Linked DNA regions of Mus musculus: regions 2, 3 and 4 are each linked to region 1. A link is a contact called in public promoter capture Hi-C data. All regions are on one chromosome and are shown on one strand. Each heading gives the region's core, a stretch centred on a gene start, on an enhancer-like site or on the middle of the called end of the contact. The rest is flanking DNA. Distances are from core to core; before and after follow the strand shown.

Region 1 (2,700 bases), core at 177-2,676:
ATTAAAACCAGGCACAGGGCAAGAAGTACGTAGACATTTCTTGCAATTCTTGCATCTGCTTCTTTGACCCCAGATAAAGGTAAACACTAATAGTAACCCAACGTGAAGACTGCCCTGGAGTCAGCATGAGAGAGAGATGGAAGGTTCCTCGAAGCTTCTGCTCCCATCTCACTGTGTGACCTAGGGGGACTAAAGGCAGGCCTGGGAAGAGAATGAACGAATGAGATCGTCCCTCCCTCGGGACTTGTTAGTAGCTCATCAGTGACTCTGGGGCTTCTGACTGAGCAGGTCTGAGACAGGATTTGAGGATCTCCAATTCAGGCACTTCATCAGCCAGGCTGATATCTGGCCCCAGGGCCCACATCTTAAGGAGCACTGTCCTAAGGGAGCACTGTCCTAAGGATGGGAGAGGCAGACTGCAGAGTTGGCACCTGGGACTTTACTACCACTGAGTCACACGCTTAGACTGGAGAAGAGATGGCAGGGCCCTTACTTACAGTGGGTGTCGCACCTCGGGCAGGACTCTCCTCAGGGGCAGGCGGGCACTGAGTGGCTTGTTGAGGCCATCTGAGTCCGGGCCAAGTGGGGTCAGCACCTCTTCTGATTCCTCCCCATCCTCTTCGGTCCTCCAGTCCTTTTCCAGGGCTTCCTCATCCCATCTCCTGCTCCTGTGTTTGATGAACTGGTAGCTGCCCTGTCTCCTGCCCTGGCTCTGACTCCTCCTAGCTCTGGGTGAGGCCACGGCCACCAGCAGTTGATCCTCCTGCAGGGAGATGAAGGATGGCAGGCCATCCAAGAGACTGTACTCATCACCTTCAGTCTCAGCCTCCAGGACCCACTCCTGAGAGTCTCCAAAGTCCAGGCGGTACCCCGTGTCAGGGCTGTGTTTGCTGGCCTGAGCTGTGACAGCCTGGTGCAGGGTGGGCGGGGGAGGATGCAGCAGGATCACCATCATCAGGACACATCCCAGAGTCAGGAAGAGTAGGAGGAACTGAAGCCTGGAACGTCCACTCCTGGGTCGCTTCCTCGGGAGCATGTCGCAGCCACTCGCCACGAAGCAACAGGTCCTGATCAAGTTTGCTTCCTCCTTGCTATCCAGGTACCTTCAAGCTCGAAACTGAACCTGGGCTGTTCATTCCAGCTAAAAGGCTTTTTGCCATCCACCTGCACCTCTTATCCCACCAGACGTTTGCTAACGTCTATATGCTAACGTAGCATTTATAAGACCCACTGCCCTCTAGAATCAGAAAGCCACCAGAGCCTGGGCTCCTGGGTCCTCTCTGAGTGTTAGCTGTCTTCTGAGAAGGGTCTCCGGTTGTTGGCTCCTCTCTCACCCTGCTCTTGTCCATCCTGCTCTGGTGATTAGCCCATGTTCTTTCCCCCTCTGCATGAGTGGTCAGGTTCTACAAGCTGTCTGGGGCGAGTTGCTGGGGGATTCAGTCAAGCCAAGATGACAGACATCCTCCTTGGGATGCCTTGAGTCAGGTCAGAGCAACAGATGTAAAGCCGGCAGGCACGGTCGGGGTTTCCTTTCACACATACCTCCAGCTCTGCAGGAACCCTCTGCCAGATAGGACAGGGAGCCAAGTGTGCGTCTCGCTCCTGGTCCTAATGCCCCCGTGTTCCCAGGCTTTGCACAGCCACACAGCGTCACCCCAAGAGCCGATCCAAAACAGCAACCTCCCAGGAGTTCAGACTTGAGCACCATTCATAGGGAGGCATCCTCTCCCCACCCAGAAGAGCAGGAAGGAGAATTCCCTTCTGGTTTGGACAGGCTGCCAAGGTGACGCAGATGCCAGGAGCCAGCTGCCTGTCAGCACCTTCAATCTCCCAAGGCAATCTGCCTGGCTCCTTCCTGGGGCCCCACTAGCCTTTCCTTTCTAAAAGTGAGGAGCAGAGGGAGCCCTTGTAAGTCTGGCTACCTGGCTTCCTCAGAAGCACCTGGAGGCTGATGGAGGACAGGCATACTTCAAGCTCTTTCAGTCTTCAAACTCCATTTAGCTTGTACACACATAATGAGCAGCTGCCGGCCATATGCCCCCAACTGTTCCCTGGGCCAGGAGTATAACAGAGAATGAAGTCAAACTGGGACCTCCGGGTGCTTACATGACAGTGAGGGAGATGGAGAGATGGTCTGTTAGTGTCTGGAGGTCAGACTATGTCAAGGGCCAAGGGGGAGGGGCAGGGGGCGGGGGGCGGGGACGAGGCAGAGATGGGAGCTGGGGAATATGGGCTGGAGGTTAAAAATCAATCTGAAGTGGCACTGTGTGTTTCCTAGAAGAACCAGCATCTGTGTAATGGGGAGAGTCACAGAAGGAGTAACAAAGGCGAGGCTCTGAAAGGAGTGGGTCTGGTATAGGGAACAGCGGGCCAGAGCATAGCAGGCCAATCGCACTGTGATGGAGCCACTATAGGTGAGGAAGCACAAAGGAAGGGAGATAAGGAGGGCATGGTTGGAGCAGAGGCAAAAGGAGACATGACAGGAGGCAGAGCATGGTGGGCGGTGGATTACTGAGAAGTAAGGCATGCTGGGAGATGGAGCATAATGGGAAATGGGGCACAATGAGAGATGGCACAGGGCAGCGGGCATGACGGGAGGTGAAGAGCAGTCAGAGGCAGCGCAATGGGAGGGAGCATGGAGCAATGGGAGTGAAGGAAAACGGAGATGGAACATGGTTGTGTGACGGACACACGTCCCCA
Region 2 (2,700 bases), core at 100-2,599, 130 kb after region 1:
GTTGTGGGTGGTGCCACCGATGAACCAGCCTGTCTTCATCTTAGTCTTAATAGGCATCTTACAGTAAAGATAAAATAGGCTCATCCCTGTTTATGATTAAGCCTCTGTTTCCTCAAGGGTGGACTCTAGCCCACATGTAACCCTAACTAAAAACGGTTCCATACTGCCTGGCTCAGGAAACAGCAACCATGTCTTCGTTTTGAACCTCATTACAACCATTCTGCAACCTTCCCTTTATTTCAAAAGGTTGTTATGATTACGTGTTGTTATGACGACGTCTTGTTACGACCACCTTGCAATCATGTCTTTGTTTCAGCAGATTGTTTTTTTGTTTTGTTGGTTTTTGTTTTTTTTTTTTTTTTTGGTTTTTCGAGACAGGGTTTCTCTGTGTAGCCCTGGCTGTCCTGGAGCTCACTCTGTAGACCAGGCTGGCCTCGAACTCAGAAAACCGCCTGCCTCTGCCTCCCGAGTGCTGGGATTAAAGGCGTGCGCCACCACGCCCGGCTCAGCAGGTTGTTATGACTAACTTGGTACGCTTATGTTCTGCTTCTTCAACTCCGCCTTCTTCAACTCTGCCTTCTTCAACTCCGCCTATTTTGCCCACCAAATCCCCCATTTAGAAACCCCCTACCCTTGAGCTATAAAAACTTTGTCTTCCTCAAATCCAATGTTGATCTCTTGAGCTCTGCTTTTAGGGAGAGACAGCTTGTGTACAGGGATTAAAAAAAAAAGCTTGCTTTAATTAATTTGGCCATGATGATTTGAGTCTGTGGTCTTTCTTCTCACATCTTTAGGGTTAAGAGTCAACCCTGGGCTGCTGGTCCTGGGTTCTATAAGAAAGCGGGCTAAGAAAGCCATGGGGGGAGCTCATAAGCAGCACCTCTCTGGCCTCTGCATCAGCTCCTGACTCCAGGTTTCTGCCCTGCCTGAGCTACTGCCCTCACTACTTTGATGATAAACTGCTCTATGGAATTATGAGTGAAATAACCCTTTCCCCTCCAAGTTGCTTTGGTCATGGTGTTTCATCACTGCGCTAGTATCCCTAACTAAGACCACCCCATTCTCTCTCACTCATGCATTTTAAATGCTTGTATCTAGGATCCTACTTATTAAGATGGTCTTCCCTGTTGGACCAGTGTCCCATGGCTGCTTTAACAAAGAATTGCATATTTGGTGGTTTCCAACAACACGAATGTGTTCTCTAACAGCCCTGGAGGCCAGAGATCCAAAGTTGACTTCACTGAGCTAAAATCAAGGTGTCCACAGGGCCTGGCTCCCTCCATAGGCTCCAGGGAAGAGTGGGGTTTCTGGGCAATGGCAGCTCCCAGAGCTGCATTCCTTACATACCTTGGCTCTGGGTCAGCAGGTCACTGTCACTTTGAGCTGATGTGCTTCCTTTGTCTTTTTGTAAGGATGTGATTAGCAACCCCTGATGACAGAGGACAACACCTCCATCTCAGCACACTTTGATCACATTGGGGGGGGGGGGAGAGAAAGAGAGAGAGAGAGAGAGAGAGAGAGAGAGAGAGAGAATGTATGTATGTATGTAAGTGTGATGTGCAGAGGCCAGAGGTTGGCATTAGATAGTTTTCCTCTATCATTCTCCACCTTTATTTTGAGGCAGGATCTCTTGCTAAGCTGGCCATTCTGTCTCTCGCAGAGACCCAAAATCCTGACCCCATCTAGCTTCTATTCTATTGAAGAGAGATAAACGTTTTCTTAATGAAAATAAAATAAAAATATTGTGTCTTAGTCAGGATTTCTATTCCTGCAACGAAACACCATGACCAGAAAGCAAGTTGGGGGAGAAAGGGCTTATTTGACTTACACTTTCAGATCATAGTCCATCACTAGAGGAAGTCAGGACAGAACTCAAGCAGGGCTGGAACCTGGTTATGAGCTGATGCAGAGGCCATGGAGGATGCTGCTTACTGGCTTGCTTCCCCTGGCTTGCTCAGCCTGCTTTCTTACAGAACCCAGGACTACCAGGATTACCAGCTCGTGGATGACACTGCCCACAGCAGGCTGGGCCCTCCTCCATGGATCACTAACTGAGAAAATGCCTTACAGCTGGATCTCATGAAGGCATTTCCTCTACTGAGACTTTATTTCTGTGATGACTTCCGCTTGTGGCAAGTTGACAAGCCTGTGCACTGAGTTAAAAAGAAATAGCTGCTAAGGGAGAAACAAGTGAACAGGGTATAGATTTGAATGTAACAGAAGGAGATAGAGATAGCTGAAATTTAAAAAGAGGCCTTCAGGATGGGCCTCATGGGGAATGACATTTGATAAAGCCTTACAGGAATTTTAGGTTATTATCTGGCAAAAGAGCCTTCTACATAGAGGGAACTATCACTGCAAAGGCCCTGAGGTCTACATGTCAGAGAGCAGAGAGAAGAGCTCCCAGAGACTTCTGAGTAGGGGAATGACAAAATCTGGCTTTCAAGGGCTCGCTTGCCTCGCGCTGTGAAATACAGCCACACAGCCACACAGAGAGCTAATTCCATAGCACATGCGCACGCGCGTGCGTGCATGTGTGTTTTGTTTTGTTTTGTTTTGTTTTGTTTTCTGAGACAGAGTTTCTCTGTATAGCCCTGGCTGTCCTGGAGCTCACTTTGTAGACCAGGCTGGCCTTGAACTCAGAAATCCGCCTGCCTCTGCCTCCCAAGTGCTGGGATTAAAGGCATGTGCCACCTTGCC
Region 3 (2,700 bases), core at 52-2,551, 200 kb after region 1:
ATAATAAACTGACAGTCCTGGCACTGATCCCCATTTTTCTAGACTGCCATTAGGCTCAAATCGATTCTCTAAATAAAGTCTGTCCCAAGAGACACACCAATGCAGGGAAAAGATGAGGTTTGGTTTTGTTTTTTAAACCAACCCGATATCTCACGTTTGTGTTCTAACCATCTGTACCTTTTATTAATCAGGGGCTGGAGCCGCCCAGGCTGACAGACACAGGAGAACAACAATCTTCTCCCACACAAGCCTGGAATGGTAACAGTGTGCGGCTGCCTAAGAAAGAAAAGCCTTTTCTGAGCTGTGGGTTGGCGTGGGTGTGTGTGCCAGGGCGAGGGAGTCATTCCTCTTCTCCATCCAAGGATGCTATTTATTGAAAATCCTGCACATCTTTTTGAAAAAATTGATTTCTTTCAAGTGGGAGGCAAAAACCCTTTTGATGATAAAGAAGAAAGGGGGAAAAAAAACACATGCAAGATTGAAAGGGGCGCTTTGGAGAGAAATGTTCCGCGGTCACAACCTGTTCAGGCTATGAAGACCACACCCTTCAGTCTCGCGTGCCAGCAGTCCCCCGGTGACCACGTCTCCCCCAAAGCCCGCGGAGACATTCTCACTCTCGCTCCACGTGCGAGTCCGGTTCCCCGCTGCCCTCGCTACTCTGTTGAAAGCAGCATCGGCCCGGAGGTCTCCCTGGCTCGCACCGGCTCCGGCTGCCTTCTCCGCACCTGACTGAGCTGAGCTTGTGCACGCCACCTCCACGTGCCATCCCGGGCCGTTACCCGGTACCCAGTTTCCGTCCCTCCCCACCTCCAGTCCGGGCTCCGCCCACCGCGCCCGGGGCGCGCGCCCAGACGCCCCGCCACCTGGCCCGCCCGCTCCGCGCGCCGCCGCTTCCTGTGCCCCGCCCCTCCCTCCGCGGAGAGGCGGAGCCCGGGAGCGAGCGAGCGCGGTGGCGTGGCCAATGGGCGCTCGGCTTACTCTGGCCTCTCCCCCGCGCGGCCGCCAATCGCGGCGGGCGGTGGTGGTAATATTGTGGAGTGGAGTTTGGATGCCGCCGCGGCCGCGGGCTGGAGCGGCGCGGCGGCGGGGGCTGCTGGGGTATTTCGGGAAGGGGGTGTGAGGCGGCGGCGAAGGCGGCGGCTGCGTGTGGGAGGTGGCTGAGAGCTAGAGGGAGAGAGCGAGAGAAAGGACGGAAGAAAGAGGGCGGGAGTCCTTGGAGGAGGCGGGACCGGCGGGGCTCTTCGCGGCGGCGGCGGCGGCGGGCGGCCGGGGAGGCGGCGCCGCCCCCTGCCCGCGCTCTCTTCAACGTAGCCGGCCACCTACCCGCCGGGCGCGGGTAGTGGCCGAACAGCGGCGACCGCCATGGCGTTCCTCAAACTCCGCGACCAGGTAGGTGAGGGGCGGCGGGGCGGGATCGCGCCACCGAGGAGTCGGAGGAGGGTGGACCAGCGGCGTGGGCCGCCCGGGCGCCCTGTCGGCGCGGTGGCAGCGAGGGAAGAGGGTGTCCCGGGTCGGCAGCCGTGCGGGCCGTCCGCCTGTCAGTGCAGCCCCAGCTCCGAGAAACCCACGTGCCGCCGGGGGATCGCGGCCGCCGCCACAGGGGCGGGTTCTGCGCTCGCCGCCCTCGCGTCCGGCGCGCTGCCGGGTAGGCGCCTCCTCTTTCCTGCCAGGTGAGGCTCGGGCCTAACAGGTGGCTTTGCGGTGCGGAGTCGGAGCGGGGCAGGCGGCGGCCGTGACCTGGGGTCACGACCTTGCCCTCGGGTTCGCTTCGCGGGGCGGTTCACGGTCCACCGCACCGTCTCTGCGGAGAGGTAGTGGCGGTCGAAAGCAAACCCACCGGTGCCGATGGATTCTGCTGGGGACTGGTTGTTACGGTGCATATTCCCAGGCTGGTTTTCTCTTGGCATATTCTGCACCATCTTGGTTTAGTTTTCCTGACTTAGGAAGAGCTTGTCAAAGAACACCTGAAGTGCTCAGAAGACTGCAGTACACTGTGGGCTGGGAAAAATAACTCTGTATCTACCAATGAAATCGCAACTATGTCTGAATGAACGCTTGTTACCCTTTTAAAAAGGCGAGAAGGTGAATTACCAGACGCTCCCCAGTGTTTGTCTCTTTTAAAGAAAAGGGAAAGTAACGAGTGGATTTTACGGAGTCGCGGGAACCTATTAATGCTTGAGTACCCCTTTTGCCATTGTTTTTCTGAATAGGAGATACTGAACAGATTTGAAGGGAAACCAATCAGAAAGTGGGCACAAGCTTAACAAAAACGATAGGGAAAAACTTAATGTTTTATGTCATTTTCTACCAATTAAAACTTAAGTTCTGAGTCTAGCTAATGTCAATTCTCACTTAAAAAGTGAATATTCTACTTAGGCTGAATGCTGACTTTTAGTATCATTTGGTATCAGCAGAATTTTAGCTGATATTAACAATAGGGCATGATACTTTGAAAAACTCTGGTTGATAAGTTTGTATTTCAAAATCTGTGAATAACTTTACTGTTCAACATGTTCCATTAGCTACACATAGAATCTTTGAGTTGATTAAAATTAAGAAAGCACAGTTTCTCAGTTGTGCTAGTCAAAAGCACACTTTTCAAAAGTGCTCACCAGCCACAGGTAGCAAAACCTTTCATTGCACAAAGTTGTCAGGAAAAAACAAAAAAATCTGTTAATAACAAGCAGAGTTCAAGCCCAG
Region 4 (2,700 bases), core at 190-2,689, 130 kb before region 1:
ATCTTGCAAAGAGCAAATCACCTGGGTGTGGTGGCACGTACGTCTGTAAACCCAGCAGAGCCAACAGGATCCCTGCAGCCAGTCTCAAGCAAACTAAACAAACCAGGCTGGAGAGATGGCCCAGTGGTTATCAAAGGGCCAGAGTTCAGTTCTTAGGGCCCACATCAGGTGACTCACAATGGCTTGTAAGGGGATCTGACACTCTTCTTAAACAAACAAAAAAATCCACAGAGCAAATCAAGCGACCTGCTGAGCAGTACAAATTAGTCTCCTGTTTGTCACACAGGATGAAATTCTTTCCAATGTTCTAATGTACTTTAAAAGTTCAGAAACATCACAGTGGGATGCTAACGGAGAACCAACAGCCTTACCTGTCCCATACACACCCAGGGAAGTAACTCAAAAGGTCTATGACCATACTCCAAATTACCAAGTGGGTGGAAAGTCAAGTCCTTCCAAAAGGACGCCAGGGTGGCAGGCCCTTACCTACTAAACAACACTAGCAGGAGAGCTGTGTGCAGGAGGGTCAGATAACTCCAGCCCCTCTGACTTGTCATTCTTGAGCCATCCTCCCAAGTTCCAGCCTGTAGCACTTAAACCCATACTGTTCCCACCGCAAGGGCTAAGTCACATCAGGGCCGGGAGCACGTCCACTTCTTTACATTACTATATCCTCAGTACCCTAAGCATATAGCAAATGAACGCCCGAGCTATGAATTAATGATTCTGCAAGCTCTCTCTTCTCATCAGCTGAAGGGACGAATCAAACGATTTAAAGGGACTGCTGGGAGAAGGAAACGGATAGTGGGCCTCCAGAAGTCATTCCACCTTGCCAAACCACTAGGAATAGGGGCAAATGTGCACTGGGTCAGTAATGGAAACCAGGCCCGCCTGGGACCAGAGAAACAGGGCTGTCACCGCTATAAACCCAGAGGACAGTCAGGGCAATGTAGGGAAAGGGATGGAAGAGAAGCATTCAGGCTGCAATCGTGGCCCAGGAACGAAACATGTCGACAGGACAGAGGAGAGAAGACAGATCCAGCGCTTGGGCATGAAGGAAAAGTGGTAGCGTCGGGACGAGGGGAGGGAGAGGAGCTCTGGCCTGGCGCGACGCGGGGACTGGAGAGGCGATCACAGCAGACGTGACCTGGGGAAGGGAAGGGCCATTGGGCCCCGCGTGCAGGCAGGTGGGATGGTGGTCCCGGACCCGAGGGTCGGGAAGAATGGAGGGGAGGGCAGGACAGGCCACAGGCCGGAGCGAAGAAGGGCACAGGGCAGAAGAGGAAGCGCGCCCGCCGGCCACTCTCGTCCTTACCGGCTGGCAGCGCTCCTTCCGGTGATCCGAGCGGACCTTAGACCGACCCAGACACTTAGCCGTGGAAGGATCCGGACCCTGAAGACAGAGTTCTCGCGATAGGATGGCCTCCCTACCACGCTTCTCGGTAGTGTTCTGACAGTCTCGCGAGATTTCCTTCCGCGCCTGCGCAAAGTCTTCTTAGAGCTCAACGTGGAGGCATGCAGTAACACTCCCTGCCCTTAGTCTGGATCATTTTCGTGCCTATCAGTAAGTCTCTAATCCCAGCACTCCGGAGGCAGAGGCAGAGGCAGGCGGATTTCTGAGTTCGAGGACAGCCTGGTCTACAGAGTGAGTTCCAGGACAGCCAGGGCTACACAGAGAAACCCTGTCTTGAAAAAAAAAAAAAAAAGCACTTCCTGTTCTTGCAGAGGACCCAGTTTTGGTTCCCAGCCACCTACAGGATGGCTCACAACCACCCATACCTCCTGGTTCCAGTGCCTTCTGACCTCCAAGGGCACCAGGCGTGCACACGGTACAGATGTATATATGCAGGCAAAAAAGAGTCATGCAAATAAAGAAAATAAACTCTTTTTTTCCTCTGGGGTTTGTGGTGGTTTGAGTAAGAATGGCCCTCTCGGGCTCACGTGTTTGAATGCTTACTGATGAGAAGATGGCTCTACTTAGAGTGAGTGTCCTTGTTGGGGTGGGTGTGGCTTTGGGGGAGGAAGTATGTCACTGGGGGTTGGCTTTGAGGCTTCAGAAGTCCAAGCCAGGCTTAGTGGCTCACTCTTTCTTTCTGCTGCATGTGGATCTGGATGTAGTACTCTGAGCTACTTCTGCCTGCAGGCCACCCTGCTTTATGCCATGCTGATAATGGACAAAGCCTCTGAAATGGTAAAGATGGCCCAGGCAAATGCTTCCTTTTGTAAGAGTTGCCATGGTCATGGTGTCTCTTCACAGCAATAAAACAGTGACTAAGACAAGGCTGATGGGCTTTATAACTTAGGAAAAACATGCTACATTTTTTTTTAAATATTGAGTAAATAAATGTCAGAATTAATGTTACAGTTTCAAGTCAGTGTATTTTAGCTGGTCTGTATGCCACACCTAACTGACCCTAGAGCTAGGCCCCACCACCCACAGAAGTCCGGCTTCTGAGTTTCCTGTCAGACTGCGTGAGGTCTAGAGAGCCCCTTCTCCAGTATCTCTAACCTGTTCTAACCTTATGCAAACACAGTGTGATGTGGGGACTCGATAAAGAGGGGGTACCTAAGTAACTGGAAGGAAGGATAAATGAGAGTACCAGGGACAAAGAAGAAGTCTGGTTTCATCATGAACACACATGCTTTTTTCCATTGTAAAGCAGAAACAGATGGTTCTGAGCCACCATGTGGTTGCTGGGA

Evidence for each region. Promoter capture Hi-C pulls out the DNA fragments that hold promoters and counts their contacts. Capture Hi-C pulls out chosen DNA fragments and counts their contacts.
Region 2: a contact with region 1 is called in a promoter capture Hi-C map of embryonic stem cells, with 3 times the contacts expected there. The contact joins the enhancer-like site here to the promoter of Galnt15 in region 1. A contact is called at or near these places in 10 of 39 promoter capture datasets (3T3-L1-derived adipocytes, embryonic stem cells, frontonasal cranial neural crest and 6 more), 2 of 484 Hi-C or Micro-C datasets (bone marrow-derived macrophages and embryonic stem cells), 3 of 115 datasets of contacts at active chromatin or transcription factors (differentiating embryonic stem cells and embryonic stem cells) and 3 of 9 other capture datasets (adipose tissue, embryonic stem cells and pancreatic islet).
Region 3: a promoter capture Hi-C map of adipose tissue shows a contact between it and region 1. The contact joins the promoter of Ankrd28 here to the promoter of Galnt15 in region 1. A contact is called at or near these places in 16 of 39 promoter capture datasets (the C10 cell line, the HPC-7 cell line, HPC-7-derived erythroid cells and 10 more), 5 of 484 Hi-C or Micro-C datasets (the N1E-115 cell line, cerebral cortex, embryonic cerebral cortex and 2 more), 23 of 115 datasets of contacts at active chromatin or transcription factors (the 230-238 cell line, SST interneurons, bone marrow-derived macrophages and 14 more) and 3 of 9 other capture datasets (adipose tissue, liver and macrophages).
Region 4: a promoter capture Hi-C map of the SN4741 cell line shows a contact between it and region 1, with 2.7 times the contacts expected there. The contact joins the promoter of Ncoa4 here to the promoter of Galnt15 in region 1. A contact is called at or near these places in 1 of 39 promoter capture datasets (the SN4741 cell line) and 1 of 9 other capture datasets (adipose tissue).

The regions. Positions count from the first base shown.
Region 1 is chr14:32,027,829-32,030,528 of GRCm38.p6, reverse strand. It overlaps Galnt15 (polypeptide N-acetylgalactosaminyltransferase 15), which reads right to left and starts at 1,426. Exons shown (of 10, transcript NM_030166.3): 1 at 498-1,426. The coding sequence starts at 1,036.
Region 2 is chr14:31,895,345-31,898,044 of GRCm38.p6, reverse strand. No RefSeq gene overlaps it. Among named protein-coding and RNA genes, the nearest start is that of Gm36164, 16 kb to the left of the region's middle. Within about 2 kb of position 1,349, at least 15 of the 459 cell types and tissues checked have an H3K27ac peak or open chromatin away from gene starts, as enhancers often do. A contact at or near this core is called in differentiating embryonic stem cells and embryonic stem cells, where this site is marked.
Region 3 is chr14:31,829,016-31,831,715 of GRCm38.p6, reverse strand. Ankrd28 (ankyrin repeat domain 28) reads left to right here and starts at 1,301. Exons shown (of 28, transcript NM_001024604.2): 1 at 1,301-1,389. The coding sequence starts at 1,363.
Region 4 is chr14:32,158,626-32,161,325 of GRCm38.p6, reverse strand. Ncoa4 (nuclear receptor coactivator 4) reads right to left here and starts at 1,439. Exons shown (of 10, transcript NM_001033988.2): 1 at 1,316-1,439.